Linked DNA regions of Pan troglodytes: regions 2 and 3 are each linked to region 1. A link is a contact called in public Hi-C and HiChIP or PLAC-seq data. All regions are on one chromosome and are shown on one strand. The core of a region is the stretch at or near the end of the contact, and the rest is flanking DNA. Distances in the headings are between cores, read along the strand shown. Region 1 holds the start of OSR1 (odd-skipped related transcription factor 1). Region 2 holds the start of RDH14 (retinol dehydrogenase 14). Region 3 has its middle 40 kb from the start of RDH14.

What was found. Hi-C and Micro-C count contacts between places; a contact is called where the count stands out from the background. HiChIP or PLAC-seq counts read pairs in DNA pulled down with a chosen protein or histone mark.
Region 2: an H3K4me3 HiChIP or PLAC-seq map of stem cell-derived excitatory neurons shows a contact between it and region 1, with 19 times the contacts expected there. The contact joins the promoter of RDH14 here to the promoter of OSR1 in region 1.
Region 3: a Hi-C map of induced pluripotent stem cells shows a contact between it and region 1, with 4 times the contacts expected there. The contact joins the enhancer-like site here to the promoter of OSR1 in region 1. A contact is called at or near these places in 4 of 7 Hi-C or Micro-C datasets (blood, induced pluripotent stem cells and stem cell-derived neural progenitor cells), 1 of 1 datasets of contacts at active chromatin or transcription factors (stem cell-derived excitatory neurons) and 1 of 1 other capture datasets (stem cell-derived neural stem cells).

The regions. Positions count from the first base shown.
Region 1 is chr12:103,521,013-103,525,054 of NHGRI_mPanTro3-v2.0_pri, forward strand. It overlaps OSR1 (odd-skipped related transcription factor 1), which reads left to right and starts at 2,097. Exons shown (of 5, transcript XM_001137836.6): 1 at 2,097-2,410.
Region 2 is chr12:104,314,313-104,318,204 of NHGRI_mPanTro3-v2.0_pri, forward strand. RDH14 (retinol dehydrogenase 14) reads left to right here and starts at 1,590. Exons shown (of 2, transcript XM_003308897.6): 1 at 1,590-2,128. The coding sequence starts at 1,736.
Region 3 is chr12:104,353,808-104,357,839 of NHGRI_mPanTro3-v2.0_pri, forward strand. No RefSeq gene overlaps it. Among named protein-coding and RNA genes, the nearest start is that of RDH14, 40 kb to the left of the region's middle. Within about 2 kb of position 2,179, at least 3 of the 24 cell types and tissues checked have an H3K27ac peak or open chromatin away from gene starts, as enhancers often do. A contact at or near this core is called in induced pluripotent stem cells and stem cell-derived neural stem cells, where this site is marked.

The DNA.
Region 1 (4,042 bases), core at 847-3,346:
CAGTTTTCAAGATAATCTGGCAAAGCAGTGGTGAAACAACTCGGTTGCATGTTTCTTCTTTAAGATCAGGAACACTTTCTCTCCGAGAGCTCTTTAGGGATCCTACTACTTAGAGCTTTCTGGAAGTCCTGAGGCATATTGGCCAAGGGCCCTGTTTTAGAAAAGAAAGACAAGGAGAAACATAAAAGAAGCCCAGCTGAGTTATGAGGGGTGCATAGCAGGAGTTTGGGTATTTACACCCCAGGAGGTTCCATCCCACCTGAATGACCAGCCACTATTCCTAAGTGATCTGGACAGCCAGAGGCCCTATCGTGTGGGCATTTTTTTTTTACTTCTTAACTTTTGCTGCTGGTAATGGAGGTTACCCAAGCTTTGCTTATTTGGAGAGCCTGAGGCTGGAACAAGCACACTCCCTGTGCCCAAGGTGGAAGCCAGCAAAGTTCAGCATTGCCCTGTGTAGACTTTCCCTCCAGGCCTTTCCTTGCTCTTGAAGCTTGCTGTTCTGGAATCTCTAGGAAGGAGGTGTGATCTCAGCTCTCTTCTTTTCCAAGGGTTCTTATTCTAGCAAGAATGTCACTACATCCTAGCAACTGCTAAGATTCCAGGAGCATGGACAAACTTATGTGAATCTCTTACTTCTGCACTAACCTGAAGCACTGGGTAAGAGCTGTTCGTTGGAGCAAAGATTGCACCCCCTCTTACTCCTCCTCAAACAAGACGAAGTTACCCAGGGGTAAGAGGCTAGATTCTGTTCTAAAGGCCTGGGGATATAAGGAAACCCTCTTTCAACTATGCCTTTGAGGGAGGGGAGTCTCCATTACCATCTCCCTAGGTCAGGTATTACAACCTTCTTCACCTCCCAAGAAAATCAGATTAGCTTTGCAAACCAAAGCTGGAGATAGCAGAAGCTCCTCAGGAGAGAAGCAGTACAGTACTTAGGGACCCACGGAATCTAGGATCCAGCTCCAAGAGTCTCTCAGCAGCAACTCTGGGGCAAAGGCAGAGAGTGCAGTTGTGTGATCTGGACCCACACAAGTCCCAGGAAACCAGTGACTCCTCCTTGCCAAACCCAAGGCCTGGAAGGGTATTCCAGAAAGGCATTAGGGAGGGATTGGGCTGGGGTCAGCCGGAGGTCAGCTTTCAGAGATGGGTAGTCAAGGGGGTGATGGTACCCTCCATAATGCCTAGGCAATGAAGATAGAATTTTTAATGTCCAGAACTCTGATTCCTTTCCGATTAAAAACTCCACCTGAACCAGCTCCTTGACTCAGAGGCCCTGGAACTGACAACTTTGCAGCTCGTCTAGCTTGCCAGTGCGGCTCTCTAAACTCTGATCCATCCTAAAACAAATATGTAAGTAGAGAGTGCCACTGTGCATTGGGGTGAAATCTCAGAGAGTTCTGGGCCCCAGGAAAATAACTTTCCTGACCTCCTTTCCCTACTCTTTGTTCTTTCTACTGGACTCCAGAACTTAGGGTCTGGGGTCAACCATAAGCACTCAGATGTTACAGCTCGCTTGCTTCGGTGACCCTGGCCCTCCCGCACCAGGAATTAACCAGCGCTGCCTGGGTTAACACCCTGGCCCCGAGCACGCTTGGATATCCAGGAGCTGCTCCACACTCGGGGTCTGCCGCCTCTGGAAAGAGATTCTGGGAGGAGATGCGACTCTGTCAGGCGCCAAAGTGCGTTGAAACCCAAGCCGCGGTGTGGGGATCCCGGTGCACAGAGCTACTGCCCCTCCCTCCCTCCTCCCAAAGAGCACGGGCTGTGTCCTAGGAGCCCAAGTATAGGACCTCGAAACGTGCGGTGCCAGCCCGCTCTCATCTGCTAGGGACCGTTTCCTCCAGTGCGCCAGGCGTGCCGCTCTGGAACTAAAAGGGCAGAAGGGGTCGCGCGGGACTGAAGAGGAGGGGACGCAGGTTGGGAGAGGCCGGGTCCAAGCGAGAGCAGCTGCCAAAGTCTGCTGCCCGGGTCAGCAAAAACTTTGTCTTTCATTGCGCAGGCGCAGGGCAGGGTTGGGGGGCAGGGGAGGGAGGGGAGGAATCCTGAGGCAAGGGGCGGGGGTGGGGGTGGTGGAGGAGGGAGGGTGGTGGATTAAAATAAGTAGGCGGCTCGGTGCTAAGGGATGAGTGAGTCGGAGCTCGGCCTCTCCCCGGCACGTTCTCAGCTGCTCCTGGTTCAGACCCAGCGAGGGAGCAGCGAGCGAGGCTCACCGTCCCCGGCGTGCAGGATCCGGGGCTGCTGAGCGCTCGCTCCCGCGTGTCCGGCGCTTGGAGTCCCCGCGGCAGGAGAGGAGTCGGGACACTAGAGCTCCAGGGGCGCCTGTGGGCTCCAGCGCCTCCGGCTTCCCCAGTCCCCTTCAGCTAAAGCCCCAGAGACGTGCTCAGCCCCAGGACCTCTGCGGAACAAGGTAATTGCAGTCCTGGGCGCCTGGGCTCAGCAAAGCGAATGCGGGCAGGACTCCCAGGTTCCTTGTCACTGCGCGGCGGGTGCCTCCTCTCTCTCAATGCCCCTGAAGGAAGCTCTTGCCAAACGAATGCTGCAGGACTTTTGTGAAAGTGAGAGCAGGGTGGTTGGGGGTGCTGCCTCAGGACTTCCTGCGCGGGGTCCTCGGCCTCTGACCGCTGGGGATTAAGGGGGGCGGGCCTCCGCTACTGCCGCCAGCCCGCCCGGCTCTGCGGAATTACGGGCGAGGTGCCCACGGACTTTGAAAGTCAATCTGTGGGCCCCCTTTAAGAAACCAGAGCAACTTCAGCGGGCACAAACTTTCCTGAGACGCGCTCCTAGCTCTGGCTGACGCCTAGGCTGACGAAGAAGGAAGGGAGAGGGAGTGAATGGCCACAGCCGCAGCCGACCGCGCCAGGGACAGGTGCATGCCCCAGCCCGGTAGCGCTTTCGTTCAAGTTTGTCTTTTGAGGAGTTGCGCTCTAGTATGAGGCCGACTAGACCCGAGAGCGCAGGGCCGCGAGTCTGAACCCCGCCTTGCACTCGCGCTCTAACTTAGGGATATTCTCCATAGGATGATTGCTCTGTGTCGTCAAGGCCTGGAGCGGAACCCTTGATTGTCCTGGTGCAGGGAGGCAATGCAGTGGGCGCAAGCACTGCTTTCCAATTCGAGACCCACACACAGCACTAGTGGAAACTCTGTGGAGCCCTAGTGTCTCCGGGCTGGGGACAGGAAAAGTTCTGTTACTCCCCTGACTGTCCGCTAATCCAGCCGTCAGGAGAGAAAGAAGGGGGAAAGGGGTGAAGGGCTGCCTGCTGAACTAATTTCTCCTCGGAAATGTCTCGGATAAGAATGAAAAACCACGTTTAGTCCTTTTTCAGCAGCTCAGGCAGTAGCGGGTTGGGTTCTCAATGTGTAAAGTAGCCGCGAGGGTTTCTTTGTTGCCACAATTTGGTAAATTTCACCCAGGCTAAGAGCTGCGCATTGGCTCTGCGGAACAAAACCACGTGCAAGGCTAGGTGTCCCAGGTTCACAACCCCCTAGGGAAGAGAAGCGCTGGAGGGGACTAGCAGCGACCGGCGGCGTGTAGATGTTCCATCCCAGGCTCCTCGAGGTAATTGCTGTTTTATTAAGATTGGGGAATGGATCACCGAGGACGCAGCGGACATTTAAGTGCAGCCGGATGACCGTCTTGCCGATGGGTTCGTTAGATCTCGTTTGTTGGGAGAATGCTATAGAAGTATCCGGTGCCGGTCAGTCCTCTTCACGGGGGTCCGGACGCCTGTCACCACTCGTTGGAGATTCGATGTCAAGGCTGATTTTCTTGGGTTGCTGCTGGGCTCCCCCAGGCGCAAGCTCGTGGAGTTCGCTCCCGTCCTCATTAATGCAAGCAGTTAACTTGCTCACGCTCAATTAGCCCCGAATAAACCACTTTAATAGACTCTGCACACTTCATTAATGCCCAGCATAGGACTGGCCGCAGACCTGGGATTGGCGCTCCACCGCGCGAGGGACGCGAGTGCCTGCACTGCGCAGGGACTCGGGATCCCGAGCGCGAATTGCGTCTGCTGTGCGTGGTCGGGTCCCCTTATTCTT
Region 2 (3,892 bases), core at 340-2,839, 790 kb after region 1:
TCAAATGTGCAAACTCAAACAGCCAATACTAGAAGGCTGTTTGTCTTCAGTGCCAGTGAGGGTCACACATGACCCTGAGGGTCACACATGAAGGGAGCAGAGATCTTTATAGGCTGGAAGTGGTCAGGAAAGAAAGACTTGAGGTAGCCTGTGATTTTGATGGATGGGCAAGATGTGGATGGGTAGAAAGGACAATAAAGTGGAAACATATGCTGGGGGATCAATGAGTTTGAGTAGCAGCTTCAAATTGGGGATAGGGTGGTGTAGGACCACCTCTCATGATTCCTGTTCCTGGTGCCTTGTATAATCCCCAGTAAGAGTGCTCTTTCCCACCTCTGAGCTCCATTCTCATTACTCATAAGAAACCTCCTGGAATCCATCCCTTTTTCTTTGTATTCTGACTATTAGTTGCATGTTACATCCTTCCCAAATGTAAGGGAGTGGAAGATGGATTATCACAATTATTGGGGAGTTTGTCTCAAACTACACAAGCTGTGGTTCTTTTTCCTTGTCTGGAGAACCTGCAATGGGTGGAGGGTGGGAAGTGGGAGATCACAGCTCCAGAAAGTAAGCACTCTGAGAGCAGAAATGGTGTCCCATTTCTCTGTGGCTCTAACAGGGAACAGGCAGGGCCAGGCACATATTGGATGGAGAGGCAGACGAACGAATGAGTCTTTAAAAGTAGCTTGGTCTACAGCTATGAAGTTTGTAGCTTGAAGAAGGGTCCCTGTGACACTAACCCTGATATTAATGAGGCATTTTACAGTGAGCCAAGCACTTTGCCTTCCATCGTTGTGTGTAATAGTCCTATGGAGAGGGCAGGGAGGCATTTGTAAATGGCCTGCTCAGAAGCCTATATTTACAATAAGTCCAAGCTTTTCCCACTGTACCTCTGCCAGTGTCAAGATCATTTGAAGATGGCTTTCTTTTTTTTAATAGGGACCAATGACATAATGTCTTGTTCAGTGGTTCTCAAAGTGTGGTTCCCAGATCTGCAGCAGCAGCAGCACCTGGGAACTTGTTAGAAGTGCAAATTATCAGGCCCCATCCTGTACCTATTGAATTAGAAACCCTAATACTGGGGCCCTGGTTTTTTGTTTTCGTTTTGTTTCATTCCCCCACCCTGAACCCCCACCCCAAGTCCTCCAGGTGAGTCTGATGTGCATTTAAGTTTGAGAACTACTCGACCATTCTATTTCCAACTGATTCATGTTGCTTAATTCTTTGTCTCATCTATGAAAAACAATCCTACCTCAGACTTCAGCTTGTCAGGGCCCATTCCTCAGAAGGTGAATTGAACTGAATTTACAAGTCCCAGGAGCCCTCAAAGGAAAACACACGAAATGCCCTGAGGAGTGGCATTTGTAACAGGGCCTGTACAGAGATCTGTGATTCAAAGTACTCATCAGACATTCCCATGGGGAAGTCCGCCACTACTCTGGGATTTCAATACGTATGAAACCCAGCACCCTGAACACTGTGCTGGTTGCCCAGCCTCCATCATTAGGCTGGGAGGAGCTTCCACGGAGGGCGCCGGACCCAGGGCGCTGAACTCTCACAACCAATCAGGCGCCCCCCAGAGGGAAACTACAAGTCCCAGCATGCCCCACGCGCGCCGTCAGGGGCCGACCCGCCGCGCTCCAGCGTTCTCCGCGTACAGGTGGTCTCTTGGGTTCCGGCAAGGCGGTGGCTCCGGAACTCCCGTGGAGGGGCCGGTGGGCCCTCGGGCCTGACGATGGCAGTGGCCACTGCGGCGGCAGTACTGGCCGCTCTGGGCGGGGCGCTGTGGCTGGCGGCCCGCCGGTTCGTGGGGCCCAGGGTCCAGCGGCTGCGCAGAGGCGGGGACCCCGGCCTCATGCACGGGAAGACTGTGCTGATCACCGGGGCGAACAGCGGCCTGGGCCGCGCCACGGCCGCCGAGCTACTGCGCCTGGGAGCGCGGGTGATCATGGGCTGCCGGGACCGCGCGCGCGCCGAGGAGGCGGCGGGTCAGCTCCGCCGCGAGCTCCGCCAGGCCGCGGAGTGCGGCCCAGAGCCCGGCGTCAGCGGGGTGGGCGAGCTCATAGTCCGGGAGCTGGACCTCGCCTCGCTGCGCTCGGTGCGCGCCTTCTGCCAGGAAATGCTCCAGGTGTGGGCCTCGGGGGGCCGGGCTGGTGGGGAGGGCCTGGGCACGGTGTGGGAGGGGACTGCGGGCTGGGGCTGAGCCGCGAGGGACCGCCCTGGGGTTCAGGGTGTCACCTTGGGAACCACTGAGGCTGAGAGGAGTCCAAAAAGCCACTTTGAGGCGGCCGGGAAGCTGCAGGGTTGAGAGGGAAAGAGAAACTAACTGGGAGGGCTGCCTTCTGTCCTCCAAGGATGTCGAAAAAGAAATGGGCCCAAGAGAAAAATAAATAAACCAGTTTCTGAACGTTTCATTTCGTTACGTGAGGACCGCCCCGGAGTAGATCCATGGCCTCTGAATTGTTTTTCCTGTGTCAGAAGTGAATTTGCACCAAGCTGTGTCTTCGGAACCCCTGAGCACTGGGGGAAGTTGCCAGCTAAGGACCTCATATCAGTCCTTTAAAAAAAGTTCTCCTTCCCCCGGCCTCTGCCCCTTTTCTGCTGGGGTAAGGAGCTCGCTGCCACCAGTAAACTCAGCACCATCCTTAACGGGACTGTGGCCTGATTTCCAAGTAGAATACATTTTGGAACCCAGTGGTCATGCTCCATACAGAGACAGGAATAAAAATAATACCCAGCATTATTGAAGATCTGTATGCCAGGAGCTGTGCCAAGCATTTCAGATTTTCCTTTTTGTTTTAAATGAAAATGAAGTGTCCTTGCCTATAACTGTCATTGAAGCTACACAGTAACTAACCCTGTGGAGTAGGCATTATTATCATCCCTATTTTACAACGCGAGGAAACTGAGGCATAGGAAGGCTAAGAAACTTGCTTGTGGTCTGTCTCCAGAACACTTGCTTTTAACCTTTGTTCTTTCCTCCTGCTGCCTGGCAGTGAGGTGTGAGGATTTCTTTGTGCATATGGTAAGTAATTCCACATAAGTGGATGTTCTCCGTTGAGATTGAGGTAGAAGAGTTTCTTGCAGGGATAACTGGCATTCAGAGGGCATTTGTTCAGAAGAGTGAAATTTAAAATTAGCTGGGACAAGAAAGGTGCCTATATGACGTGGAGTCTCTTGAGTCTAGAGAAGAGGTTCCCAAATTTTCTCAGTAATTTTTTCATGATGCCCTTAAGCCAGAAATATTTCCCAGTTCATTTATTTAGAAAGTTTATTTTGCCAAGGTTAAGGATGCACCCGTGGCAGAACCTCAGGCGGTCCTGAGGACATGTGCCCAAGGTGGTCGGGGCACAGCTTGGTTTTATACATTTTAGGGAGACATGAGACATCAATCACATGTGTAAGGTATACATTGGTTCTCCTGGAAAAGTGGGACAACTCGAAGTGGGGGCTTCCAGGTCATAGGTAGATGGGAGACAAAAGGTTGCATTCTTTTGGGTCTTTGATAAGCCTTTTACTGAATACAATTTACATGTGCAGGAGGGATAGAGGAATAATCACTTATGTCTTAGACTGGCTCAGTGAGTCTGCATTTTCACATAAACAATACGGCAGAGTCAGCAATCAGATAAGCATTTATCTCAGGTGAGCAGAAGGATGACTTTAGAGTTCTGTCTTTTGTTTGGCACTTGTGAAGATGAGCTATCAATTTATGAATACATTGCCAGGGTGAAATTCAACAGAAGTGTTTTAGGGTAAAGATCTTGAGGCCCATGTGGGCAAATTATGAGGGTGATATGTAGCTTCTTTTTCTTTGTAGCTATCTTATTTAGGAATAAAATGGGAGGCAGGTTTGTCTGAGGCAGTTCCCAGCTTGACTTTAACCTTTGAC
Region 3 (4,032 bases), core at 929-3,428, 830 kb after region 1:
TCACCTAAAATATATTGCAGGAATTCTGCAGCCAAATATCCTTGACATGAATACAGAAACAACAGAAATACAACAAGCAGATGACTGAGAATTGGATTCACTAGTGGGGATTTGGAGGTGGCAGAGTGCAGCCTGTGGAGTGTTTGGCCCTGAGGGTCACATCATTCTGAGGACAGGGCAGAGCTACAGGTGAGCACTTAGTGAGGGTCAGAGGTAGCATGCAAACATGAGCTTTGGACTCATTAACTCAAGTAAGAAACAGCACTGGGGGAAATAAAGGCTGACCCATCAACAGAGGAATTATATTCAACTCTGGCGAGAACCACGCCAACAGTCCAAGCAATTTAAGAGATGTACTTAACTAGTGTGAGGAGGAGTCCTCTAATTTCTGTCTCCAAATTGGATAGCATGGACTCTTTATATTTATTCAGCACACTGCAGTGTGCGAAGCCCTTTCACATAACATTACTCATGAGTTGTCACAAACAGCTCTGTGAAGCAAGGAGAGCTAGGGGAGTACAATCCCCATTTTAGGAAACTGAAGCCATGAGTTCCATGAGGAGGTCTCAACTCAGGCCAGCTCTCCCTCTGGCTCCACTGTAACCTTGTGGTTTTATTGATGGGGGCTTTCCTTGAGGAAGAAGATGCAGGAGTTGATCTGGCTCATCAGTCTGTCCCCCTGTGGAGGTAGAGGCTGGCGCTAGAGAATATTGTTACGGTCCTTCATCCTATAAGGTACCATCCACATGTACTATTTCCAAAGTGACTGAATTTGCTTAATCCAAAGTGGTTAAGTAGAATGACAAACAGAGATGGGGTGTTAAAATTAGGGTTAACTGACAAGATTAAGAACGTCCTATACTGCTAGATTTATTTTCCTCCTTTCCTGGTCTTTTAAATGGGCCTAAAATATATAAAAGTGGATACAGAGATACAAATTGGTAGCTCTAGGGCCAGAAGATGTTTAAACTAGTGTTTTAAAAAGCAATAGTTTGAACATCAAATTCAAGTCATGTACCTTCCAGTTTGACAAGGTTTGTACCATTCCCTATTGTCTTATATCAGACCCACTTTTATTCCTTCAGTCAGTCAACAACAACTATTTACTCTACGCCTGTTCTGAGCCGGGCGTTCCCCCATAATTACATTTTCATTGCCTGCCTGGGCCCACACACACTTGAATAACTAGTCTCCACCCTAGACCACAATCGAGGGGAGCTCATGTTTGACGAATGCTCCTTTATTCCTCTGAGTGTAACCTCCGTACCTGAAGTTTACATCACCTTGAAGCTAGGGTGTTGTAACTAATGTTCACCCTGGGTCTTCAGAGATTGGTTTTTCCAAAGACTCTGCTGTTTTTCCTTTTAAAATCCCAGAGCCAGAGGCAAATGGTAGGCATTCCTCTCCCCAGAGCCCAAATAGGTGGCTGAAACCTGGAAACTTTCAGGGACTTGCCAAAGGCCCCAAAGGTAGCAGGGAGGCCTCCCAAAAGGACTGGTCCTCTTGATTCCAAGCCCAGAGGTAGATCTCCTGTCCTTGAGGGGCTTTGGTTTCAGACCCTGCCTGAGAGAACAAAAGAGACTTCAGTTGTCACATCGACACAGCCCCGAGCTGCTCTATTTTCTAACTTGGCTGGCTTTCCCCGTGTGCTGTTTCACATCAGATACCTCCTCCCCCCACTTTCCTTCAGATGATTGGTTGAAATTAAATATCCTGAAATTACATTGAAGGGGGGGGGGCGCTAATACAAAATTTTAATCAAAATACAAGCTTAACAGTTCCCAGCCTTTGAAATGTGAAGCAGACACTGGGTCCGCAGGGATGCCCCGACATGTTCTCAGGTGTGAAGTTAGCCAGGGAAGGGGCCCACTCTCTCTGAACATGAGAATTGCAAGTAAACCAGCACATTGCAAACTCAGGATTTCCAAATGAGGCAGGGCCTTCTCTCCCTTTCCATAGCGTGCATGGGCAGGCTGGCCCAGAGGGAAGTTCTCACTGAAGACACTGGAGGAGAAAGGGTCCCTCGTGAAAGGGTCTGGGGGTTCTCCCTGCCCCACCTGGCTTTGATCCATAGGTATGCCATCCAGGGCCTGAAAGCTTAGGAAGGAAAGGACTGGATAAAGGAGCTTGCAGGGGAGGCAAAACCCCTGATACAGCAAGAGAGCCACTCTGATGGAATGAGGCAGACATCGGGCGCCCTCTGGTGGCACATGCCCCACCAGACAACACGGAGGCTTTCTCCCTGGATTAACTCTATAAATAGAAGGATGATTTATTAAACAGATTTGAGGCTCATTTGAGGCACTGGGCCATGATTGCTTCGGGGCTCAAATAAGGAGGTGCTTAGGACCCTGCCTCTTATGCAAACACCTGGACTCACTTAGCAAGTCACTAGCATGATCTACATTACAAGTGCATCGGACACTGTTGGCTCAGCCGTTCCCAGCCAGGAGATGCCAAATTCCTCATATATAAAAGGAGCTTTAGTAACTCAAGCAAAATAAGCACACTTTTCCCCCCACTGCCTTCCCAGAGACCTAGGCGGCAGGGTTTCTGTGAGGATACACAATACCTTGTTACAAACCATGTAATGTTTTAAAAAGTATCTATCTGACAGCCTTGGCTAAAGCCAGATCTTCTATCTCGATTACTTCAATATGTCACATCCATATCGCACCACAGCGTCCAAGCTTTCGGAGCCAAAGCCTCTCTGTCTTGTCCAACCTTCCCATCTGGAAGCAATGAGCTTAATATTCTGGCTCTCCCCCCATAAAAGCTATGTCACAAAAAAGTAGCAGCCTGTGAACTGCGTTAGCCCCGCAAGACACACCAGAGCTCCTCATTCTCTGCAGGCTCTGTTCAGTCACATTTTAAGGCCCTCCCCTGCTCCTCCCCTCCCTTGCTGCCCCTGTCTTCCAAACAGCCTGAGATGCTCAGCGCAGTACCAGGAGGACAGGAGTGAACTGACAATCATTTATACTTTAATCCTCCTTTATGACATTTTGAGGGATGCAGCTTAAAATATCATGGAGGCTGACAGACTCCCTCTGGATAAATGTGTCTGCTAGAGAAGAAGCATTGCCTTACAAGGACCCTACTGTTTCTGGTGACCCATCAGAGACCCAGCTTTGAAGCCTGTCTTGTACCACGTCTCCCACTCCCCTTACCTTCTCCAACACTGCCGGAAAGTCTCAGTTCATGGTGACAATGACCTTCCGTATTGCATGTGCCTTAGTCATTCATTGATTCACTTACTCATCCAATTTGGATTGACTACATGGCATGTCCCTTTCCATGTTCTCTGTTTCATTGCAATGTCAAATGAGTCCCTGGCTCCCAGGAGCCTGAGTCTGTGAGGGAGACCAACCCCACTCCAGAACCATCAGATGAGTGTTCCTCAAAGCATGTTTCATGGGTCACTGCTGCATGGGAATCTTTTGGGTGCCTGTGAAGCGTGCCTACGTCGTGGCCCTTGCCCAGGCCTCCCAAAAGAGGATCACTGGACGCCAGGCTTAAGAATGTGCATGTTTAATAAAATTCTCCAATAAGTAATTTCTACACACATTAAAATCAAGAAACTCACTGAGTTAGGTCAGATGAAGCAGCAAATGATGTTGCGCAAAATGCGAAAAGAGACCGTGTGTACTGAAGACAGAACTTGGGCTTTGCCTGGAAATGATATAATGCCGCTGCTCGGTCCCAAGTCCCTAGGTTTTGGAAGATTGGTGTGAGTGGAAGTCACCCTCCAGCGGAGCACCTAGGACTTTGGCTCCTTGACTGTTCTCCTTCGCCTGGAAGCTTCTGGGGGCAGAGGCCAGCTTTCCTGTGTTGAGTTCTTGGGAAGGGCCTCTGTGTCCTGGAAGGGACTTGAAAGAGCAGCTCATCTAAGCTCTTCAGTTTGTAGGAAACACATCTAGCTGACCAAGGGAAAGTAGGCTGTTCGAGGTCACACAGTCACTCAAAACAAATTTATTTAGGCTAATTCTTTGGTTTGGAGACATCAATACTTGGGAAGAAGCCAAGCTCATGTTT